2 separate regions of the Sus scrofa genome follow, and region 2 is linked to region 1. Evidence: chromatin contacts called from public Hi-C data. All regions are on one chromosome and are shown on one strand. The core of a region is the stretch at or near the end of the contact, and the rest is flanking DNA. Distances in the headings are between cores, read along the strand shown. Region 1 overlaps IFNAR2 (interferon alpha and beta receptor subunit 2). Region 2 has its middle 40 kb from the start of IFNGR2.

Region 1 (3,800 bases), core at 533-3,032:
AGCCGGCTGGACCCAAGTATCTGGAAAGGGAATCTTATCTTTAAGGGAGTGTTAACACGGACACGTAGGAGAGGAGGGACGCACCCTCATCTTCAAAGTAAACACTCTTTATCCTAGTGGTTGGAGATGTGCTGTGTGTGTGTGACAGGCCATGAGTCAGGCTGATCTGGTTCATGTAAATTCAGGCCAACCCATGCATCAGCCAGAGTGATTTCCCGGTCCCTCAAATCAGGATCATTTTCCCAACAGCCCGGGGGTAAAGCCACTTCTGACTACATCCCAACACACCCACATCACATACACCCCCCGACACACACACACCGTGCCTACACGTAAGACACACCCCCCCACACACACACTATTCACCATACATACACCCCCATCAAACACGCCACACACACACAGACACACACACCCATACAGCATGCCACACGTAACACACACACCACCCAGACACCACACGCACACCCTATTCACCACACATACCTGCATCCACATCACACCACACACTCATACACCACACACCACACACACACACACCATGCCACACACAAAACACACACACATACCATTTACCACATAGACACACACACACACACATCACGCAACATCTGTCACTGTGCACACACCATATACAGCACACTTGAAACAGGCCAGTACTGGCCTTACTGTACCATGTGCTCTGCTCTTTTCTCTTCTATTTCATTCCGTTTCTTTCTCTTTTATTTCCAAATGCTGCCTGAGACTCACTAAAGTGATTTCCTGACCCACTAATCGGTCCTGAACTAGAGTTTGGATAAACGAACTTGGAGGGAGGCAGAAGAAACCCAGGGGCCCCTGTGAGATGGGCTTTGAGCTGCTCTCGGCACTGACCCACCAGCAAAGATGGGGCCCCAGCCTGGGACGAAGCTGTGGCACAGGGCCACCTCGCCAGGGTGGCTGCCCCAGCCAAACATGGGGAGGAGCAGAGCCCTAGCCTGCCAGGATGGCCGGTGGGGAAGGTCTGTCACTGGGTTTGCAAGATTAATATGAACCTAAAAGTCACCTCACCAGTTTGTGGTTTTATTTATTATTATTATTATTATTATTATTATCATTATTATTATTATTATTGCTTTCTAGGGCCTCACCCGTGGCATATAGAGGTTCCCAGGCTAGGGGTTGAATGGGAGCCACAGCTACCAGCTCATAGCAATGCCAGATCTCCAACCCACTGAGCAAGCCCAGGGATCGAACCCACATCCTCATGGATACTAGATGGATTCGTTTAACTGCTGAGCCACAACGGGAACTCCACCAGTTGATGTTTTTAATCACCCCCACACACTCGCAGCAGCCTGGGAGTTTCCTTTGTCTTGCTCAAATCAGTGTTTTCCATCCTGCAGCACCGGACATATTACTGGGTCATGAAATCACTTTAGTGAATCTCAGACAGCAGTAAAGAAAAAGCAGGAATGGAATGGAATGGAATGGAATGGAATGGAATGGAATGGAATAGAGTGTATGCATTGTAAGGATCAGTACTGACTAGTTTGGGGTGTGTACTATGTCATAAATGTTCTTCAAACCAGCTATTCAACAAGTGAAACTATACATACAAGACAGAGAGACTCAATCGTGTCTTGTGCTTCAGACATAAATGCACAGAATTGAGCAACACCGGAAACTACAGCCCGACCAGAAAAGAGAATGTTACCCACAGCCCGTAGCTGAATCTGCCAGATAATGACTCAGGGAGAACAGGGTAGCGTGTTCCCTCTGTCATTTTTATTTGCTTAGTGAATATTTATCCAGCGGACCTTTCCGCCTGTTTCCAACTGGCCTGAGTAGAACCAGGCTTATAGTAATGGGATGACTCACCCGCCTAAGAATCGATTCGAGAGACTGCAGGCCAAGATCAGTCTTGGCTCTTTTTCTTTTCTTTTTTTTTTTTTTTTTTTTTTTTTTTTTGAGCTGCCTGTGAGAGGCTGGCCAATGCGTGTGGAAAATTGCTTCTGGAATTTCCCTCAAAGCTGCAACTCAGTCCTTAGGCAGCATTAGGAATTTTCTTTCTTCTTTTCTTTCTTTTTTTTTTTTTTTTGGCCTTTTAGGGCTGCACCCTAAGGTTCCCAGGCCAGGGGTTGAATCGGAGCTAGAGACACCTGCCTATACCACAGCCACAGCCACAGCCACAGCATATCTGAGCTGCACCTGCGACCTGCACTGCAGCTCATGGCAAAGCCGGTTCCTTAACCCACCGAGTGAGACCAGGGATCAAACCTGTGTCCTCATGGATGCTAGCCAGATTCATTTCTGCTGAGCCATGACGGGAACTCCTTGTTTTCTTTCTTTTTTTTTTTTCAGCCTGGGAGTTTTCTGAGTAATGGCAACATTCCTGGATAGGCAGCATTAGTTGCCTTTGCTTCCTCCAAAAACAAGAAAAAAAGACTTGAAACTAATACAACATTGTAAATTAATTACACTTCAATTTTTAAAATAGTAAAAAAAAAAGAGAGAGAGAGAGAGGAAAGAAAAAAGAAAAATATTTTCTCAACAAAAATCTCTGATGAGGAGTCAATTTGATCATTTTTTCAATTTCTGATTTTTATAAAGTTAAGTCTTCTTAAGTGTATTTTTAATGAACTGCCTTTGGGAGAAGTAATTAAAAATGTAAAAACGCTGCTGTCCTAGGAAAATCTGGCTGTGTCGCCAAATACATGAATATATATGTATACACACACGTTACGTGGACACACGGACCCCCTTCTTGCTGTCTGCATCCCCCGTTTCTCTTTTTTTTTCCATTTCTTCATTGTAGCTGATTTACAATGTTTTGCCAATTCCTGCTACACAGCGAAGTGACCTAGTTATACGTATGTGTATTCTTTCCCTCACCTTATCCTCTACCCTGTTCCATCATAAGTGATTGGATATATAGTTCCGTGTGCTATAGAGCAGGATCTCATTGCTTATCCACTCCAAATGCAATAGTTTGCATCTACTAATCCCCAACTCCCAGTCCATCCCACTCCCTCCCCCTCCCCTTTGGCAACCACAAGTCTCATCTCCAAGTCCGTGAGTTTATTTTCTGTAGATTGGTTCATTTGCACCACATATTAGATTCCACATGTAGGTGATGTCATGTAGTATTTGTCTTTCTCTTTCTGACTCACTTCAGTTAGTATGAGAATATCTAGTTCCATCCGTGTTGCTGCGAATGGCATCACTTTGTTCTTTTTATGGCTGAGTAGTATCCCACTGTGTGTGTATACATCTTCTTAATCCATTCATCTATCTATGGATATTTCCATGTCTTGGCTATTATGAGGAATACGGGTGCATGTATCTTTTTCAACGAAAGGTTTGTCTGGATATATGCCCAGGAGTGGGATTGCTGGGTCATATAGTAGGTAGTTCTATGTTTAGTTTTCTGAGGTACCTCCATGCTGTTTTCCATAGTGGCTGTACCAATTTACATTCCCACCAACAGTGAAGGAGGGTTCCCTTTTCTCCACACCCCCTCCAGCATTTGTTATTTGTAGACTTATTAATGATGGCCAGTCTCACCGGTGTGAGGTGGTACCTCATTGCATCTCACATTTCTCAACTCACCTCCCTCTGGCTTACACCCCTCACCCACAGTCCATGGACACAGCAGTAGTCAGACCCCCATCAATCTCCAGGCTCTCAAATGCAACGAACACATTTCAGTTCTTTGCTTGGCTTCTCAGCAGCATCCAATACAATTGACTCACCTCTTCTAAAAATACCCTCTTCTCTCAGCTCCCACTTGACACCACACATTTCCAGGAAGTCTCCTG
Region 2 (3,800 bases), core at 538-3,037, 190 kb after region 1:
CCAGCATATGGAAGGGGTCCAATCAGAGCTGCAGCCGCCAGCCCACAACACAGCCACGGCAATGCTGGATCTCGACCCTAACTGTGACTTAGACGGCAGCTTTCAGCAATGCTGGATCCTTAAACCCACTGAGTGAGGCCACCTGGCATCCTCACAGACACACTGTGTGTTAGGTTCTTAACCCACCAAGCCACATTGGGAACTCTCTTTTTTCTTTTTCTTTTCTTTTCTTTTTTTTTTTTTTTTTTTTTTGGAGTTGGTCATTCTTGAAGCTAGGTACAGTGGACAGAATTTAAACATGGTTCCCAAGATCCCCAGGACTGTATGATGGATTTTACTCCCATGGTTAGGTTATATTATCAAACACAGTTGACCTTGAGACAGGGACATTATCCTGGTTGGGTGTGACTTAATCACATGAGCCCCTTAAAGGCAGAGCATTTTCCCTGGTTCATCACAGCAGAAGGAGTCAGAAATTTGAAGCGCAAAGATTCAACACGCCATTGCTGGCTCAGAGATGAAGGGAGCTCCGAGGCAAGGAATTCAGGTAGCCTGTAGGCACTGGTTGACAGTCAGCATGGAAATAAGGTCCAGATCCTCAGGCCTACAGCTTCAAGGAACTGAATTCTTTTTTTTTTTTTTTTAGGGCTGCACCTGCAGCATATGGAGGTTCCCAGGCTAGGGGTCAAACTGGAGCTGCAGCTGCCAGCCTACACCACAGCCACAGCAATGCAGGATCCTTAACCCACTGAGGGAGGCCAGGGATCAAACCCGCATCCTCACGGATCCTAGTCGGATTTGTTAACTGTCAAGCCACAAAGGGAACTCCCACAAGGAACTGATTTCTGCCAACAACCAGAACAAGTTTTAAGGAGAGATTTTTCTCCAGAGCCTCTAGACGAGAACCTAATCCAGGAGTTCCCGTCGTGGCGCAAATCTGACTAGGAACCATGAGGTTGCAGGTTCGGTCCCTGCCCTCACTCAGTGGGTTAGCGATCCGGCGTTGCCATGAGCTGTGGTGTAGGTTGCAGATGTGGCTCAGATCCTGCGTTGCTGTGGCTCTGGTGTAGGCCAGTGGCTACAGCCCCGATTGGACCCCTAGCCTAGGAACCTCCATACGCCGCGGGAGCAGACCAAGAAATAACAAAAAGACAAAAAAAAAAAAAAAGAAAAGAACCTAATCCAGCCAACACTTTGATGTCTACCTGATGACATGCTGTGCAGGGCACCTAGCCATGCCTACATGGCGTGGTCACCAAAGTGCAGGCTTAGAGATTGGGAGCATTCATCCGATATGACCAATTACTTAGAGAGTTTAAGTATATATTTACCTGGAGCAAGAAGTGTTCATTTGATTTTATTAAAATCATAAGTATATGATGGAAAATATAGATGCATTTTAATTTTTTTTTTTTTTTTTTTTTTTTTTTTTTTTTTGGAGAGGATTCGGTCAAATGAAGCATTTGCCTTGCATATCTGTTTCCCTCAGAAGCTCTGCTGAGGTTGCACCCAAAAGCTTTCTTCTGAAACTGGCCCTGTACCAGCTGTGGCTGGTGTCTGCTTCCTGTAACTCACATTTTGATAACAGGAAGATGTGAAGTTATCAAGAAGAAATACGTGACCAGAAGCCTGGGTGTTCCTGGTTCCCTTACTGTCTGTTATTTCAGGGAAAGGAAGTTGAAAAAAAGAAGAAGGTCAAGATCAAGCCATCACTCATTCTCCAAACCTCCATTGTGACCTGTTATGGCCCCGCCCTCTACAGGTCTCTTCATGACCACGTTCAAGGGTCATCAACTCAGACTGATTACAGATGCAGAATGTATACTGCTTTTGAGTTGGCCCCTCGGTTTTAAATGCTTATTATGGAGACGTGTGAATTCCTCTGATTCTTTGTTGGCTTCTTGGCAAGTGGCCTGTTAACTTACTTCCGCAAATATAGACTGTCTTTTATTTCGAAAATTTCCCCTTGACTAAGCATGCAGTTAACGAGTTATACTTCCTCTAAGGCAGAGAAGCTTATTTTTTCAAGTATGGAACTTAGGCAAAAACTCAACTGCTATGAGAAAAATAAATTCCTGCATTCATCATTCTAGAGCTTTGGAATGGATAATTCAGAGTTATCATCAAGCACCTCTTCCTGATGTGACGCAATATTCAGTTCACAATTAGGCACCAAACCCTCTGTCGAGGTCCAGCCAACTGGATCAAATCCCAACTCTGCCACCTACCGGCCGGATGAGTTTGGGAAAACAGCTTCCCTTCTGCCTAAAGCCCAGGAAGTGCTCAGGAAGTAGGGGCAGCGATCATTAATTAAACCCCAGGTATAACATAACACATCACTCAGTAAAAAATATGTTGGTTAGGTCACACCATGTCACCTGGATGAGCTAAGATAAACACTTACTGAGCTAAGCAGTGATGAACATACAGTTTTTAGGACAATTCATGGATGCAGGATTATCTAGAAGATTCTAGAATCAGGCTTCAGACATGATACTTTAAAAAAAAAAAGTCTTGGGAGTTCCCTTGTGGCACAGTGGGTTAAGAATCTGGTGTTGTCACTGCAGCAGCTCAGGTTCAATCCCTGGCCCGGGAATCTCCACAAGCCTCGGGCACAGCCAAAAAAACAAAAGTCTTCTGCTATAAAATGAGAGATATTGATGCTGATAGGAAACCAAATCAATCTCCCCCCTACCTCCACCTCAGGCTTCCCCAACATAATAAATAGCAACTCCTTTCTTTATTTTTCAAAGCCAAAAACCTTGTGCCATCCTTGGCTCCTGTCTCACATTCTATCTCTTGGGAAATCCCACCAAAACCAGAACATCTCAAATCTGACTACGTTTATTTATTTATTTATTTTTGTCTTTTGTCTTTTCAGGGCCACACCCTCAGCATATGGAGGTTCCCAGGCTAGAGTTCTAATCGGAGTTGTAGCTGCCAGCCTACACCACAGCCACAGCAACGCCAGATCTGAGCCACGTCTGCGACCTACACCACAGCTCACGGCAACACCGGATCCTTAACCCACTGAGCAAGGCCAGGGATCGAACCCACAACCTCATGGTTCCTAGTCGGATTCATTTCTGCTGCACCACGACGACGGGGAACTCCAAATCTGACTACTTTTACCGTCTCCGTGGCTACCACCTGGTCTGAGCCACCATCCTCTCCGGGTAGATGATTTCATGGCTTCGTAAATGGTTTTCCTTCCTCTTTCAGCCCTGCCTCCTCTTCAGTCATGTTAGGTGACTGTTCAGCCTTGTGAGCCAGATCATGCTGCTCGTTGACCCAAACCCTCCCGTGGCTCCCTTCTCAAAGTGAAAGCCCACATCCTTGCAATGATCTAAGGGCACCTCACCACCCCTCTGACCTCATCTCCCCTTTGCCCCCTCCTCCTCAGCCACATTGGCCTCCCTGCGATCCTCAAGCACCCAGGCTGTTCCTGCCTCGGGCTCTCTGCACTTGCCAGTCGCTCTGCCTGGCATGCACTTCTTCCCCTGCTCATCCCCATGGCTCATATGTTCACATCAGGTTTTTACTTAAATGTTCTCTTTTCAGGGATGGCTGTTGTGCTCACTTTAACTTAAATTGCACCCCACCACCACCACACACACACACACACACACACACACACACACACACATTCTCTAATTCCCTTTCCTGATTTTTCTCTTTAGGAAAAAAAATTATCTTATATCGCTTGAATATTCTCTGTCTCCCCACCAGAATTTTTTCTTGCTTTTAATTTCCTTTTTTTGGTTGGTTTGTTTTTCTAGGGCCACACCCATCACATATGG

What was found. Hi-C and Micro-C count contacts between places; a contact is called where the count stands out from the background.
Region 2: a contact with region 1 is called in a Hi-C map of liver, with 16 times the contacts expected there. The contact joins two enhancer-like sites. A contact is called at or near these places in 1 of 5 promoter capture datasets (liver), 16 of 47 Hi-C or Micro-C datasets (alveolar macrophages, brain, embryonic fibroblasts and 10 more) and 1 of 2 datasets of contacts at active chromatin or transcription factors (alveolar macrophages).

The regions. Positions count from the first base shown.
Region 1 is chr13:196,775,454-196,779,253 of Sscrofa11.1, forward strand. The region is part of intron 1 of IFNAR2 (interferon alpha and beta receptor subunit 2); the gene reads left to right. All of the region lies in intron 4 of LOC110256370 (40S ribosomal protein S2-like), which reads right to left. Among named protein-coding and RNA genes, the nearest start is that of IFNAR2, 11 kb to the left of the region's middle. Within about 2 kb of position 1,783, at least 33 of the 83 cell types and tissues checked have an H3K27ac peak or open chromatin away from gene starts, as enhancers often do. A contact at or near this core is called in alveolar macrophages, fetal liver, liver and 1 more, where this site is marked.
Region 2 is chr13:196,965,839-196,969,638 of Sscrofa11.1, forward strand. No RefSeq gene overlaps it. Among named protein-coding and RNA genes, the nearest start is that of IFNGR2, 40 kb to the right of the region's middle. Within about 2 kb of position 1,788, at least 26 of the 83 cell types and tissues checked have an H3K27ac peak or open chromatin away from gene starts, as enhancers often do. A contact at or near this core is called in alveolar macrophages, fetal liver, liver and 1 more, where this site is marked.